Regions from separate parts of the Sus scrofa genome. Here region 1 is linked to region 2. A link is a contact called in public HiChIP or PLAC-seq data. All regions are on one chromosome and are shown on one strand. The core of a region is the stretch at or near the end of the contact, and the rest is flanking DNA. Distances in the headings are between cores, read along the strand shown. Region 1 holds the start of LTB4R2 (leukotriene B4 receptor 2). Region 2 holds the start of MDP1 (magnesium-dependent phosphatase 1).

Region 1 (3,494 bases), core at 288-2,787, 100 kb before region 2:
GGCCAAAGGAAAAAGGTGGGAGAACGACTAATCCAGCATGGCTGAAGCAGGCAGTTCTGGAGAATGAAGCCAGAGAAATGTTGAAAGCCAGCCCCTCCCCTAGACCACAGCGGGAAGAGCAGGAAAGTAGGAAGGCCAGGGTCCCAGATAGGATCCTAGTAATTCTGGATCCATGGATCAGGACTCATCTTCCCCTCACACCCCACCCAGGTGCACTGCCTCACCTATTTTCTCCAAGCCCCGCCCATCCTCTGCTGGGACTCCCTTTTCCTGATGTTGCAGTTCATGGCTTTTTCAGTAGGTGGCAGCACGTACAGAGCAAATCTCCAGTGCAGCTTTCACAGGTTGGGAACTAGAAACTGTCCCTAGAAATTCCCTCCATATAAAGAAAAACACCAGAGATCACAATCCATCCTCTCGAATAGTTCCCATTTAACCCTCACATCACACACTACCACTAGTGACACACACAAACTTCCATGGCTTTTCCCAGGCCCCTCTGGGCCAGATCTCGGCCCTTCCCCTCCTCCCTCCCCTTGGACTTTGCCCTTCTTACTGGCCAGGTGTGGGGGCAGAGTCCGGGCTTGACTGACTCATCCCCCACCTCACCGGGGCTGAAATCCCGGGTCTGTAACAGAAAACGCCAGCGCTCAGCTCCAACCAGTGCAGAACCACCCAGCCCAGAACTCCCAGGACGGGCCACTCTTAGGCTCCTTCCCTCCACCATGGAGTACCTCTCTGCCCTGAACCCCAGCGGCCTGCTCAGGTGATTTATAACCCTCCTCTCACTCTCCATCTCTAGGGATACGGGCAGGGCCACAACACTCCACTCAGCCCCCAGGAAGCTCTGGAATTTGTACCCCTTCCCCTTCCTGCCCCCACTTGCAGCAAAAGGTCTGTCCAGCTCCTGAACCAACCCCTACCCCAACTCCAAGTTCTCTCCCTGGGATACTTTTTTTTTTTTTTTTTTTTGGCCACCCTGGAGCGTCCAGACTAGGGATTAGATCTGAGTCAAGGTTGAGACCCAAACCGCAGCTGTGGCAACTGAGGGATCCTTAACCCACTGTGCCAGGGAAGGATGAAACTGCATCCCAGCTCCCAAGAGGCTGATCATCGATCCCATTGTGCCATAGTGGGGACTCCCCTAGGCTACTTTAATCTGCAAATCTAGATCCCTCCCTCCCAACCTTCCTAACTCTCCAGTTACCCCACCCCCATCAACCCACCACACTCACTGAACCCCTCACTCCTCCTTGATCGTTCTTCTCACCTACCAGGTCAGTATCCAACATGAGCTCCGACTTAGGCCGTAAGGTCTGGACCTCCACTCCACCACCCCAGCGACCTTTCCGTATCTGTGATCACAAGCGGACCACCCGGAAAGGCCTGACAGCCGCCACCCGCCAGGAACTGCTAGACAAGGCAAGTGAGCCAAGTCCCTGGGTTCCAAATGCAGGGACAGCCAAGGGGCTGATGAAGAACGAGAGCCTGAGATAAAGAACAAAAAGGAACAGAAAGGGCTGACAGGGCTGCCCCTCCCTCTGAGGGCTAAAAGCAGGGGTGTGAACCCAATGGTTTCTGCTGTTTGGGTCACTTCGCCTTTTTTTTGTTTTGTTTTTTTTTTTTTTTGGAACAGGCTTTTCTTTGGGGATGGGGAAGGAGTAGGGAGAGTTGGAGGGATGGATTTTAGAACTCGGTATGGAATGGCAATTTGTATCAAATTCAAAACCCTGAATCTGTGGCTTCCTTGAGTCAAACCCTGGGAAGTTTTTCAACATATCAAAACTTCAGTTTCTTCATCTGTAAAAAGGGAACAATAATACAACTACCCCCCTAGGGCTGTTGATACACAGATATTTGACACTAGTGGAGATTCAAAAAGATCTTTCCAGAAAGAGTTCTGGAGAACTCTGTGAGGGTTAGGGAGAGGAAGGTGGGACACTAGAGATAAGACTCCATTGTGACAAGCCCCTTCAGCATAATGCCTATAACCATTCAAGAGAAACTGGCTGGCTTTTCAATTCCAAACCAGTAGGCATGGCGTGGAGGGAAGCTGGGAGAGATGACAGTGACGTGGTAGGAGCAAAGCAGGAACTAACAGGAAAAGGACAGCCCTGGGTGAGCAACCCCCAACAACTAAAGAACACCATGAGCTGGAACCATTTGAAGGGATGGCAAAGCACCAGGAAGGAGAGTTGGGTGCTGGGCAGCTGGACAGGGGAGGGGCGTGGGAAAAGCTCTGCCCCTTCCTTCCTCCTTCTGGCCTCCGGGTAGGCGCTGGGGACTCTGATGCTGAATGGAGTGTTAACACTGGTGCTTGAGGAGGACGGGACCATGGTGGAGAGCGAGGACTTCTTCCAGCTGTTGGAGGATGACACATGCCTGATGGTGCTGGAGTTGGGACAGAAATGGAGGCCCAGGAAGGTGAGAGACCCTCACTGGGGCTGCTCCAGGCCACTGACCCTTTATATCTCTTCCAAGGCTCTTCTCTCGCCTAACCCTGATCTTGGGGGCAGGGGCATGGGAGAGGTGAGGAGTTGTCAAGGACTCTGTCTAGTAGATGAACAGTCCAGGCAAGGGTGGGTCTGTCCCAGTGCTGATGGGATTAGTGGTGGGTGTCAGTATGTGAGGGTCCGTTGCCCTGCTTTGGCAACAGAGTGGGGTGCTGTCATATGGCCTGGGCCGGGAGAAGCCCAAGCACAGCCAGGACATCGCCTGCATCACCTTTGACGTATACAAGCAAAACCCCCGAGACCTCTTTGGCAGCCTGAACATCAAAGCCACATTCTACGGGCTCTACTCCATGAGTTGTGACATCCAAGGACTCGGCCCAAAGAAAATACTCAGGTCAGAGACCAACATGTCACATCTCCCCATCCCTATCCAGTCCCTGTGATTCCCTCCCCTGCACTCCCTTACCCAGATAGCTCTCCACGGGCCCCCAGGTTTCCCCACCCATCTGATTTCCTCCGGTCTCTGCCCTTCAGGGAGCTCCTCCGATGGGCCTCCGCACTGCTGCAAGGCCTGGGCCACGTCTTGCTGGGAATTTCCTCCACCATTCGTCATGCAGTGGAAGGGGCTGAGCAGTGGCAGCAAAAGGGTCACCTTCACCCCTACTGAGCAGGAGCTCTGACCTTCTGCCTCTAGACTCATTCCAAGAGACAGATTGTGACAACACCAAGTTTGGGGGCCTTCAGACAGTGCAGGCTCAGTAACTCACCTGATTTCCCCACTGTCCCTCAATCCTATGGGACAGGCCCCATCAGCATAATGTCCTATACCCCCACCTTATGCCTCCTGGCCACCTTTCCAGTCTCCTGCTCCCTGAAAGACCACAGCCTGTCCCCGGACACCTGGATCCCACCCTGACTGCTGCTATACCTAGAGGTCCTTATGACTCCTCCTGTCCCTAAGCTCCTCTACCTTGAGATCGCTATTTCTCTGTATCCTTCCTCCCCAAAATAACAAAGGTGCTTTCAATAAAAATATAAAAG
Region 2 (3,348 bases), core at 160-2,659:
AGTGGATTAAGGATTGGGTGTTCCCTTGAGCTGTGGTGTAGGTTGCAGATGCGGCTCAGATCTGATGTGGCTGTGACTGTGGTATAGGCTGGCAGCTGTGGCTCTGATTCGGAACCCTACCCTGGGAACCTCCATATGCCTCGGGTATGGCCCTTAAAAGCAAAAAAAGGATCCAATGCACTCCCAGTTACACCAGGCTGAAAGAGCAGGACAATGGAAGGGAATGTGCACTTAGAGGGGTTATCAGACTCTATGAAAACCTACACTCAATGACGTGCTGGAGCCAGCTCTTACCTGCTCCATAGGTAATTGTTGACACCTCTTCCCAATCCCACATTAGGTGACTTAATGTTGGCAGCTTGGTATTGGCCATGGTAGAAATACTTATAGAAGTTGATGGTACAAATAAGTCCTTCTCCCCAAACTGGCGATTACATATCCGTCAGCATCCTACTGATGTGGGTGGTAGAAAACAGGAGAGTGAATTTTCTCCCACTGTGACCCTACTGAACATTTATTTGAGCCTGGTTCAAGAAAGGCCCCGAGAGGCGGAGTTCCCATCGTGGCGCAGTGGTTAATGAATCCGACTAGGAACCATGAGGTTGCTGGTTCGGTCCCTGCCCTTGCTCAGTGGGTTAATGATCCGGCGTTGCCGTGAGCTGTGGTGTAGGTTGCAGACGCGGCTCGGATCCCGCGTTGCTGTGGCTCTGGCGTAGGCCGGTGGCTACAGCTCCGATTAGACCCCTAGCCTGGGAACCTCCATATGCCTAGGGAGCGGCCCAAGAAATAGCAACAACAACAGGACCAAAAAAAAAAAAAGAAAGGCCCCGAGAGGCGTTCCCTTCATGGCACAGCGGAAACGAATCCAACTAGGAACCATGAGCTTGCGGGTTTGATCTCCGGCCTCACTCACTGGGTTACGGATCCGGCATTGCCATGAGCTGTGGAGTAGGTCAAGAGGTGGCTCAGATCTGGCATTGCTGTGGCTCTTGCATAGGCCAGCAGCAACAGCTCCGACTGGACTCCTAGCCTGGGAACCTCCATGTGCCGTGGGCGTGGCCCTAAGAAGACAAAAGAGGGGGGCTTTTACGGTTGGAATATTGCTGAGGCTTCTGGGTTCTGTACAGTGGAGAGATTCATTAGGGAAAGTAAGTGACAAGCTGTGATGGATCTCTGTGAGATAAAAAGAGAGCCAGCAGAATGGGCTCCCCTTCCTTGGCTCCTCTAGTTCAGTAGAAGCTGGCGAGGCCGGGTGGGGTGGAGAAGAAGGAAGAAAATCCCTTGAAGAGTCTTGAGGACCGCTGCGGTTCTGTGAGCAGTTGCGTTGGAGTTTTGCTGCGGTTCTTCCCCCTCCACCACCAGAAGGCGCTCCTGCGCTGTCTCCGGGCCGACCGCCCCAGCCCCGCTTGGCGACGCTCTAGTCAACGCTTCTCTAAGGTCAGCCGGTTGACCGCCAAGCCGCAAGAGAAAGCCCAGCCAGCCTCGGGGCGTGCATCTTGCCGACGCGAGTCATGGAGCGTCTCCCAAAGCTCGCAGTCTTCGATCTGGGTGAGGGACCGGACTGGGGAGAGTTTCAGATTGGCGCTCTCTTTCTCCAACCCCAGTTGCTGCTCTCGAGGCCCTGCGCCCGCTCAGGCTGAGCCCTCCCCCTCCTTCCTCGTAGATTACACGCTCTGGCCGTTCTGGGTGGACACGCATGTAGACCCCCCGTTCCACAAGAGCAGGTGAGACAGGGCCCAGGAGGCCTGGGGCCGGGCAGAGCCCTGCGGGAGCTGATCGCCCTCTCTCCCTCTCCAGTGATGGAACTATACGAGACAGGCGCGGCCAAACCGTCCGACTGTACCCAGAGGTGCCTGAGGTCCTGGAAAGATTGCAGGGCCTGGGGGTTCCCGTCGCGGCAGCTTCACGGTAAGAAGAGCATCTGAAAATACTGTCCGTGTAATGCTGACAAATGCATGCACAGGCAGACTTACCGTGTAACCCCTTGGCTACAAAAATTTAGGTGGTCCAAATTTGAAGGTATTTCCATATTTTCCGAATTGTACCCACTCCTGTGCCTTTTGTTTACTGGCTCAGTGCCACCTCTGTCAGATAGGAAGGATATGGAGTTGAATAAAGGCCAAGGTGTCTACCCATGCTGGAAGAATAGCAAGTCAGTTTCCCCCAGGTTACACATAACTTCCCTTGCAGCCCTGGCCTTCCACTCTCCTGATCCCACCTACTATGCCTTTTTGCAGGACAGGTGAGGTTGAAGGAGCCAACCAGCTGCTGGAGCTCTTCGACCTGGTCAGACATTTTGTTCATCGGGAAATCTATCCAGGCAGCAAGGTCACGCACTTTGAGAGGTACACGGACATAAGGGGAGAAGCAGGGAGAGAGAAAACCAGAAAGGCTGGAAGAGCTAAGAAGCCATTGAGGTTATTACCCACCCCAACCACTGCCTGTCTTGCACAGGTTGCATCGGAAAACTGGAGTTCCTTTCTCCCAGATGATCTTCTTTGATGATGAGAAGCGGAATATTGTAGACGTCAGCAAACTAGGTACTGAGTGGTGAGGATAGCCGTTTGGGGAGTGAGAAGAAAGGTTCCTAAGAGGGAAAGGGTTAGGTAGCTATGTACTGAATGGATAGTTTGCATGCATGTGACACCCCAAAGAGGTCAGTCACAATAAGCCTGATGAAATGTGGCTTCTTTTCTTTCTAGGTGTTGCCTGTGTTCATGTCCAGAATGGAATGAACCTTCAGACCCTAACTCAAGGATTAGAGGTGTTTGCAAAGGCCCAGGCTGGACTCTGAGGTCCAGTCTTGTGGATGAGCCTCTTTGGAGGCATAGAACTGAGAGGAAATCAGGAGGGCATTTTCAGGTGCATTTGTAAATTATTATTAAAGTGTATTTGTTTGTGGCACAAGAAATCTTACCCAGTGTGGGCTATTTTTCTGTTTTTCCAGTGTATGACCCCAGGGTGGGCCATCTGGAGATGCCAAGGCACTGGACTGCATCAAGTTCTGCCTTTTAAACGTGTGGCAAACCCAAGACTGTGATCCCCTTGTGCTCGCCCCATCTCCACCCCTGTCCTAAGCATTGTCAAGGGCAAGAAGAGCTCTTTCACTGGCCCCAAGTATTGGGATACATTACCCTGCACATTTCCTTCCAGGAAACCAAGACTTTGTTCTGGGGGTAGGGGTGGGGCGCCGTTTTTATATAGTGGGAAACTAAGCAGCGGCTTTAAGACAAGCATGGGTTTGGGGCTGGTGTTTTGGGTCACACGTGACAGCAGTGGTCTCCCTGGCGCTTGCTGATGATGTCTCCGTGGCGCTCCAAGGAGGGATTGGCCAAAGCCGGTCTCTAA

What was found. HiChIP or PLAC-seq counts read pairs in DNA pulled down with a chosen protein or histone mark.
Region 1: an H3K27ac HiChIP or PLAC-seq map of alveolar macrophages shows a contact between it and region 2. The contact joins the promoter of LTB4R2 here to the promoter of MDP1 in region 2. A contact is called at or near these places in 1 of 47 Hi-C or Micro-C datasets (embryonic fibroblasts) and 2 of 2 datasets of contacts at active chromatin or transcription factors (alveolar macrophages and skeletal muscle).

The regions. Positions count from the first base shown.
Region 1 is chr7:74,982,274-74,985,767 of Sscrofa11.1, forward strand. It overlaps LTB4R2 (leukotriene B4 receptor 2), which reads right to left and starts at 1,538. Exons shown (of 4, transcript XM_021099204.1): 1 at 1,275-1,538. It overlaps CIDEB (cell death-inducing DFFA-like effector b), which reads left to right and starts at 668. Exons shown (of 5, transcript NM_001112688.1): 1 at 668-766; 2 at 1,278-1,422; 3 at 2,275-2,424; 4 at 2,657-2,847; 5 at 2,988-3,190. The coding sequence starts at 726. The coding sequence ends at 3,120. It overlaps NOP9 (nucleolar protein 9), which reads right to left. Exons shown (of 10, transcript XM_001927718.4): 10 at 3,475-3,494.
Region 2 is chr7:75,086,034-75,089,381 of Sscrofa11.1, forward strand. It overlaps MDP1 (magnesium-dependent phosphatase 1), which reads left to right and starts at 1,410. Exons shown (of 6, transcript XM_003128546.4): 1 at 1,410-1,548; 2 at 1,664-1,724; 3 at 1,798-1,908; 4 at 2,238-2,345; 5 at 2,455-2,540; 6 at 2,703-2,911. The coding sequence starts at 1,512. The coding sequence ends at 2,794. It overlaps CHMP4A (charged multivesicular body protein 4a), which reads left to right and starts at 3,059. Exons shown (of 6, transcript XM_021099213.1): 1 at 3,059-3,348.